2 separate regions of the Mus musculus genome follow, and region 2 is linked to region 1. Evidence: chromatin contacts called from public Hi-C data. All regions are on one chromosome and are shown on one strand. The core of a region is the stretch at or near the end of the contact, and the rest is flanking DNA. Distances in the headings are between cores, read along the strand shown. Region 1 holds the start of Lypd1 (Ly6/Plaur domain containing 1). Region 2 overlaps Nckap5 (NCK-associated protein 5).

Region 1 (3,741 bases), core at 467-2,966:
CACTGGTAGCACTGAATTTGCAGCGCCAGCCCTGTGGGACAGATGCGGTGGGGTTCAGAAACACTGGTTAAGATCTGGCTTGCACAGAGCACATCCTGGCTGGCCGGTATCACCGTGTACTGCCCCAGACAACAAGGGCTTCTGGGCTCTGCATCCTGATGTTCAGGAAGGCTGGAGGTGCCTGAAGCCAGCAGGGGGCGGCGGCATCAGTTCCCAGGGTCTAGGAGGATAAAGCCCTGCCAGAGACCCTACATTTCTTCTCTAGACACAAACAGCTCCTATAACACCCCTCCGGCCTTTCCGCAAGAAGTTGCAAAGAGACCGGTGAGAGTTCAAATCCCAGATCAAAGTAGTGGGGTACAAGCTTGAGCTCCTGTCTGAGCCTAATTACTAATTGGCTACAAATTGGTTAATTACTATTTTGGCACCGTTCATAATTGCATTGGCTGACGCGTTTTCGGTTTTATTTATTTAATCTTTTAAGTCAGCGTTCATGGGCTGAGGCTCTGATGCTTCCTGGAGACCACCCTGCAACCTGGGGGGGGGGGGAGGTGCTGGATGCTAAGTATCCCTGCTCAGTCCTCCAGCTCAGGCTCCCTTCTTGTGATCAGCGACAGGGGCAGCTGCTGCTGAGGGTTGGAGAGGATGTAATGAGAGAGTGCCTGCGTTGGATGTGCGCGTCTGCTTAGGGACCACCACAATGCAGCCCTTTTAGACCTGTCTTGTGACCCCTTTTTTTGAAAAACATGGCTGTTGGAAAAAAATTCTGATAGCTTAGAGTCCGCGATCAGGAGCAGTTACTTACCATATTTTCCTGGTTGCTCTCCTCTGATCTGGGAGCTTCTCTTTGGGCCGCATGCCCCTTCCTAACACCCTACCGATCGCAGGAAGAGCACAGCTAGCTCACTCAGTCCGGAAGGGCTGCTCCCCCGCCCCCAGCAGAGGATTGTCCGGCGAGTCGCTCACCTGTCAGCGTCGCCGCTCCCTTGGGTGGCCACAAACACTGGGTAACTTGACTAGGTTGGAGGCTTGTCGCTCCTTTTCCTGTCTCGCCCAACTCAAGGACCCTCCCCAATCCCAGCTCTGTATCCCCGACTGTGTACCCCACGCAGCTGCAGCCAAGAGTCGCGCCAATCTGCCGCTCTCGGCTCTCCTGCAGCGCGGGACTTGGAGAGCGTCCCAGTCTAGCGCCTTTGGTCTCAGTTTCCAGCACCAAACTCCCGCTGGGTAGCCCCAGCGCAGCGCGGACCACAGCTGGGCGCACTGGGGCTGAGAGCAGGGACGCTTGGCGAGATAGCAGGAGCGTGTCTGGCCAGGCAGCTGGCCTCTTCATCTTCTTACCTGGAAGCCAGAACAATCCGCAAAAAGTTGCTGCGATGCCGAGAACCCACATCCTCCCGGATCGGCAGGGCCGGGAGCGGGCAAGAGCATCAGAGACCACGACCGCAGCGGAGGCTGTTCTGGCCGCGGCGACAGTAGCTGCCGAGGCTGCCGAGGCTCGCGCTGCTGCCGCCCAAGCGACGGCTGCCACCGAGAGGAGCCGCAGGTGTCGCCCGCGGCGCCCGCATCGCCCGCGCCGGGGGCTCCCAGAGGCTGGTCCCAGGCTCCTTGGATTCGCGCTCCCTGGGGCGGAGCGCAGCGCCTCCGGAGGAGTTGGCTGCTGAGGCTTGAAGAACTACTGGCGATCCGGAGCACCCAAAAAAGTCTCGCCTCTTCTGCCCCCACCCCTCCCACTCCGGGTACCACGTGACGGCTGCTGAGTTGTGGTGGGGGTGGAGGGCGGGGAAGGCTGGGACTGTCTCTCTACTGTCCCCACCCCTTTCTGCCACCCTTTTAGCCTACCTCCTCTAGTTCCTTGGAAAGGAGCGCCTGCTGGGTTCGGGAGTAGTGTTGACAGAGGTTAGGAATAAGGAGGTGACTAGGGCGCAGCAGGTGCCATCAGGACCTGTCCTATGCGAACTCGGAGACCCGAGTGCTAGGCTGCGGTACCCTTCCCTTCCAGGTGTTATGTTCCCTTTCGGTGCTAACAGTACCCTTGCAATTGGGTCTCGCCCACCCAGCCCGGCGTCTTCTATCACTCGCTGCCCCCTGGCCCTCTGGGTGACTGCCCTGGATAAAGCGAAGGGCTGTTTCTGAGCACCTGGCAAAGTTGCGGAGCAGCGAGTTCCCTGGGGTGTCCGACGCAGCCGCGCCTCTTCCTGAGAGAAACCCACCTCACTGGCCACCTGGGTCTTCCAGCAGAATGCCTGCGAGTACGATGGTGACCCTACCGCAGCTAGCTCGCTTAGCCCAACCACCATCTCCTCACCTGCTTGCATGCACCGCAGGGGGATGCATTGACTCAGCCTCGGTCTCCTAGCCCAGAAATAAAGCTACCTGGGGAGTGGACACCCGGATCTGTGCTCTCACTGAAAAGCAAATGGGTCTGACTGCTCCCCCAAGCCACCAGCTATGGGTATACACTCCTTACAGCGCTAAAGCATGGCCAATTGGCCATAGGCTGCCTCCCTCCTCCACTACTCCCCTTTCTGACAATTCTAAGTGACCCACCTTGCGTATTCCCGGGACACCACGGTGTTATTTTGCCTTCCTGGTGGAGCTTTGTGGAAGACTGTGCTGTGCACAGAGCAGGCAGTCGCAGCTCTTGGTGCCCCCGCCCACAACCCCCGCGCATTTCCACCCACCCCCACCCCTGATTTGGGATTTGGGAGATTCGGTGGAAACCCGTGGCTAAGCATCACCCCTCTCCTGTGAGGTCTCCCGAGGGGAAGTGGTCTCTCAGCTGGGATGTGATCATTTATGTCCCTACCCTGCCAGCAGAGCAGGTTTGAAAGAGGCATAAATGACTTTCTTGTAATTCCTTTGCAGAGATCGGTCCATAGCTGCCTCAGGCTCATTCTCCCCCACCCCTCCCCCTCATTTCTAGCTGGTTAACTCCTTGGGGAGACAAGGATGCTTTGCCCATTACTCGCTTGTCTGAAGTGTGGATCTTAACAATTGTTCGAATTACTATTACAGTAGCAAGAGGGTTGGCTTATTTATTCTTTCAGGGAAACCTCTCCACAGAGCAAGCGTGAGACATAATTATAATAATCACGGGACCAACCTCTCCCTGAACAAAGTTCTTTTCTGCTCTTATAGGGTGTAATTGTGATAAGACCTTTATTCCAAAATGAAATGAAACAAAAGAATTTTTTCTAAAGACAAGGAGGATACTTTACACGCAGCTTGAATTTAAGGTAATGAAATCCAAATACAACAAATTGCACAAATACAATAACACTGGTCATACAATACTCTATAAAGATACAAGTGTTCTAAGGTAACCACACAAATCCTAAACATAGCTCTAGTCTGCCTGGTCTGTAGGCTTCTGTACAGAAGGAATTATAAATAGTTCACGTCTAGAAAAAATACACATAACCTTTAAAATAGAATTTATCCTCCCATATAAACAGTCTTTAATAGAAAAAAAGGATATTAAAAAGTAAGAAAGTTTCATAGCACCAACCATTCATTTATTTTTAAGATATGGCAAAGAGTACCCAGGTTTTAATAATAATATAAAAGCAGGGAAATTTAAAAAGAAAACAGCAAACACTCAGAATTGTGAGAAATACAATGGAGAGGATAGAAGAGGTTGGGAGTGAAGCCTGCTAAGATCTGCTCCCTTCCGCATCATCTGGTGCCATCTAATCAGTGCTCACACTCTAATTCTTCAACAGAACACCCATATCATCA
Region 2 (3,610 bases), core at 61-2,560, 110 kb after region 1:
TATTTCACTAGTGTGTCAACTTAGATTTGCAAGGATAATAACTTACTTCATTACACTGTTTATTAAATGTGTGCACATAGAAACAGGCTTGTGTGCACTGGTGTGTGTGTGTGTGTGTGTGTGTGTGTGTGTGTGTGTAAGGTAAAAGATGTCTTCTTGTGTGTTATTCCTTAGGTGTTTGTGACACAAAATATTTCATTGGCCTGGAACTTCCAAGTAGGTTATTCTGGCTGGCCAGAGAAGTCCAAGGCTCTGTCTGTCTCCATGGCCTCTGCAATAGGAGCACAAGACTGTGCCACCATGCTTGGCTTTTGTTTATGTGGGTTCTGAGGATGGAGTTTAGGTTTTCATGCTTGTAAGGTCAGCATATTACTGACTGAGCCATCTCTCCATAGCCTCTATTTTATTTTTATAATTGCTTTTGGGGAGGGACAGAATATAAAACGCCAAAGGGTGATTGCTAAATACATTTCTGGCTTAAGATCGGCAGGAAAAGTAATTACTTCTGGAAAGTTCTAAGTATACATTTGCTCAGCGCGATCAATGAAATCGGCATGCTTTCAAACGTGTGTGTAATTTTCTTCCATTTCATGCAATGTGGATACATTCATGGTTCCTGGTGTGGGTTGAATTGCTATCAACCTGGATGTAACTCACTATTCTTTAATTTCAAAGACCATTGGCTTGGTTAAGAAAGGAACATGAACTAAATTATCATTTTATAGCTAACTTTTATTTCACTGTTTAAATTATAGCTAATGTATAAGGGATTATAGTCTCTGCGTGTGTAGAGATTATGCTTGGCTGGTATTTAATGATGAGGAAGTAAACAGCTCTCCTTGGGTTTGGGGGAGCAGGGAGACCCCTCTACATTGCCCTTCTCCGTTCACATGTGTTTACCTGTTTAGAAGTTCTGTCATGAAGGCATCTTTTGTTGGGCACACAGCAGGGCTGGGTCTATTCCTTGGCTCCAACTTCATTTGGTTATAAATGTCTTGGGATACTTTCAGACTCTCTGAGCTTTGCAGACCATCGTCTGGACTCTGACCATCTGCCTTCTTGGTCCCCCTACTCAGTTCGTTTTCTATCTTTGATTGTACTTCAGCTTTCTTCTTTTCTTTTTTCCTCTCAGATTTCAGTTTTGTGTCTTTCTTTTCCACTTTACTCTTGGAAGCTTCCATTCTCCTGCTACTGAGAGCTGGAAGCCTGCTCTTTCGAAAACCAAACCAGCTGGTGAACGAAGGCCCTGCCCTGGGCTTCACTTCCACAGAGGCAGACTTTGTCTGCACTTGGCCCTTTTCCACATTCTCCTGAATGCACAACATGACCTTTTCTTCGATGGAGGGTGAGAGGGGGGCTTCTGGGCTCACGACACTAGTCCCAGTTGAAGAAGCATCTGGATGCCTTCCAGAAGTTTCTAGCTTAGATATCCCACTTGTTTCCAAATTGCTTGGGCGCTGCATCCTCCCTGGAACGTGCAGGAACTGAGGGCAGTCTGAAAGAGGAGATGGATGCCTATGGTGGTCACTGCTAGATTGCTCATGTACACCTCTTTCAGGACACTCTTCCTGAGTAGAGAGCCGTTGGTCTTCCACTCCAGGAGTGAGGAGTCCTTCCGGCCTTGTGAGCATCCTCAAGGGTAACTTGCTTGGGCTTCCGTGCTGGCTGCTAGAACTTCCGGTGCTACAGAGAGAACTCTGCCTGGAAAAGGGGTTTCCCAGGGGCCTTCCAGCATTGGGCAGATTATCAGATGTTGAGACAGAGGGGGTCTTGCTTGGGGACCCTTCCATTGAGATATTCTGTCTGGTGAGGGAGTTGCCTCTTTCAGCCGTGTTGGTGATAATCTGAGTTCGAATCTTGCCTGGCCCTTCTGTTGGGGGTGTGGAAGGCTTCTCTCCCAAGTGGATGCTGAAGCTCTGACTCCGAGCTTTGGCTCCATTCATGCCTAGAGCAGGCTTTAGGTGTGGCTTGCTGGAGGAGAAGGATCTTTTTATGGCTCTGCTGTCTGCCCCATCTCTTCCATCATCTCTGGAGATGCTACATTCTAACGATTCTGGCATTGTTGAGTCTAAGGCAAGTCCTCTAGCTAGACTGTCGGGACCTCTCACACCTAGTAAGGCTGTGGTTCTCTCATCTCTTGAGGTCTCCAGACTTGCAGGGTCTTTGGAGTCCTCAGGATTAGACGTGTTTGCTGCTACACAGCTTCGAGATGCTTCATTTAAACTATCCTTTTCTTGTTTCCCTGGTACCAAGGAAGTTTTCTTGAGCAACTGAGGAGACTTCATGAGAACTTTGAGTCCTACTGGGAGGCGAGTTTTAGGTCCTTTCTCGGGAGAGTTCTGGCCACCTTGTGAGGACCCTTGGTTTCTACAGGATGAGGAAGAGGAGGATGGACTGTTAACCTGAGGTGTCAAGGACTCATTCACTCCTGAGAAGGAAGGCCTGTGGGGCATCACAGTGCTGTCACTCAACTGTCTTTTTCTCCCTGGAGACAGGCTTTTACAAGATGTCACCTCTAGCAGTTCACAGCTTGAAGGACAAGTCTTGGGTGTCTGTAAGTCTGTGTCCATGTGGGCAGTTCCTAGTGCATGGTGAGGGGGAGGTTTAGGGATGCCTCTTTTTGGAGAGACTTTTGGGGGCCCTGAAGTCGTCACAGCAAATGGACTGGAGGCTATGTGTTCAGGGTATCTGGTGTGCACTACCGCTTGGGTTGAGGGAAGAGCTGGAGGGAAGGCAGACTTTCTGGAGGCCACAGATGGTTTCTTCTGTATTTCTGACATCACTGGACTGGAAGAGACAAGAGGAGCAGAGGATCCTTTCAACAGCGGGGATTTCAACCCTGGACTTACAGCGTCTCCAGGGCCCTGAGTTTCAGGTTTGGCAGGTGATGGTAGTGGTGGGTAATCATAACTGGGTCTAACCAGGAGTGACACTGATCTCCCTGGAGGGGTTGGAGGGGAGGGAGACCTCATTCTTGTCTGTGGCGCAGAGACACAGCCATTGGACCTCATTTCACTACTGTCACTTCTCCCCATGAGATGCCGTGACTGGATCCCTGAAGTCTGACTCCTGGGGCACTGAACCCAGTTCTTCTTATTGGAAATTTTGGGGATATGAGGAACCTGGGCAGGGTGTTTTGGAATGTGTGATTCTGGCTGTACATCACAGAGAGAACCAGGGCTCTCTGCCTTTCTACATTGTGAGAGTTTCCCCATAGGGGATGCTGGTGTCTTTTCAGGAGTCACTAGGGCACTGGAGGGGACCAGCATGGTGGGCATAGACTCCACAAGTTTGGATTTCTGAGGTGAAGACTTGCCTCTGGAAGGGATTTTTGTCAGACCTTGCTTTGTGTAGACACCCATGTTTCCAACAGGTCTAGAATTACTCTGCCAGGCTACCCCCTGTGTGGGTTTGGCGAGCTTTGGTCTTGGGGAATTCTGAGTTATTATAGTCTGGGAGCTGAAGAAGTCATTCGGAGCTGTGAGAATATGATTTTCATCTTTTGGAATGTTTTTCGCAGTCTCCTCTTCAGGTCTCTTCAGAAAAGGACAGTCTCTTGCAGTAGCTCCTGCCTGGAAGTGAGTAATTTCCTGAGGTGAAAGTTCAGTGA

What was found. Hi-C and Micro-C count contacts between places; a contact is called where the count stands out from the background.
Region 2: a contact with region 1 is called in a Hi-C map of cortical glia, with 1.6 times the contacts expected there. The contact joins the enhancer-like site here to the promoter of Lypd1 in region 1. A contact is called at or near these places in 2 of 39 promoter capture datasets (3T3-L1-derived adipocytes and hippocampal neurons), 2 of 484 Hi-C or Micro-C datasets (the G1E-ER4 cell line and cortical glia) and 3 of 9 other capture datasets (adipose tissue, liver and pancreatic islet).

What each region holds. Positions count from the first base shown.
Region 1 is chr1:125,910,498-125,914,238 of GRCm38.p6, forward strand. Lypd1 (Ly6/Plaur domain containing 1) reads right to left here and starts at 1,717. Exons shown (of 3, transcript NM_145100.4): 1 at 1,342-1,717; 2 at 1-31. The coding sequence starts at 1,393. Nckap5 (NCK-associated protein 5) reads right to left here. Exons shown (of 17, transcript NM_001081756.1): 17 at 3,139-3,741.
Region 2 is chr1:126,023,376-126,026,985 of GRCm38.p6, forward strand. Nckap5 (NCK-associated protein 5) reads right to left here. Exons shown (of 17, transcript NM_001081756.1): 12 at 901-3,610. Among named protein-coding and RNA genes, the nearest start is that of Gm35562, 21 kb to the right of the region's middle. Within about 2 kb of position 1,311, at least 31 of the 459 cell types and tissues checked have an H3K27ac peak or open chromatin away from gene starts, as enhancers often do. A contact at or near this core is called in cortical glia, where this site is marked.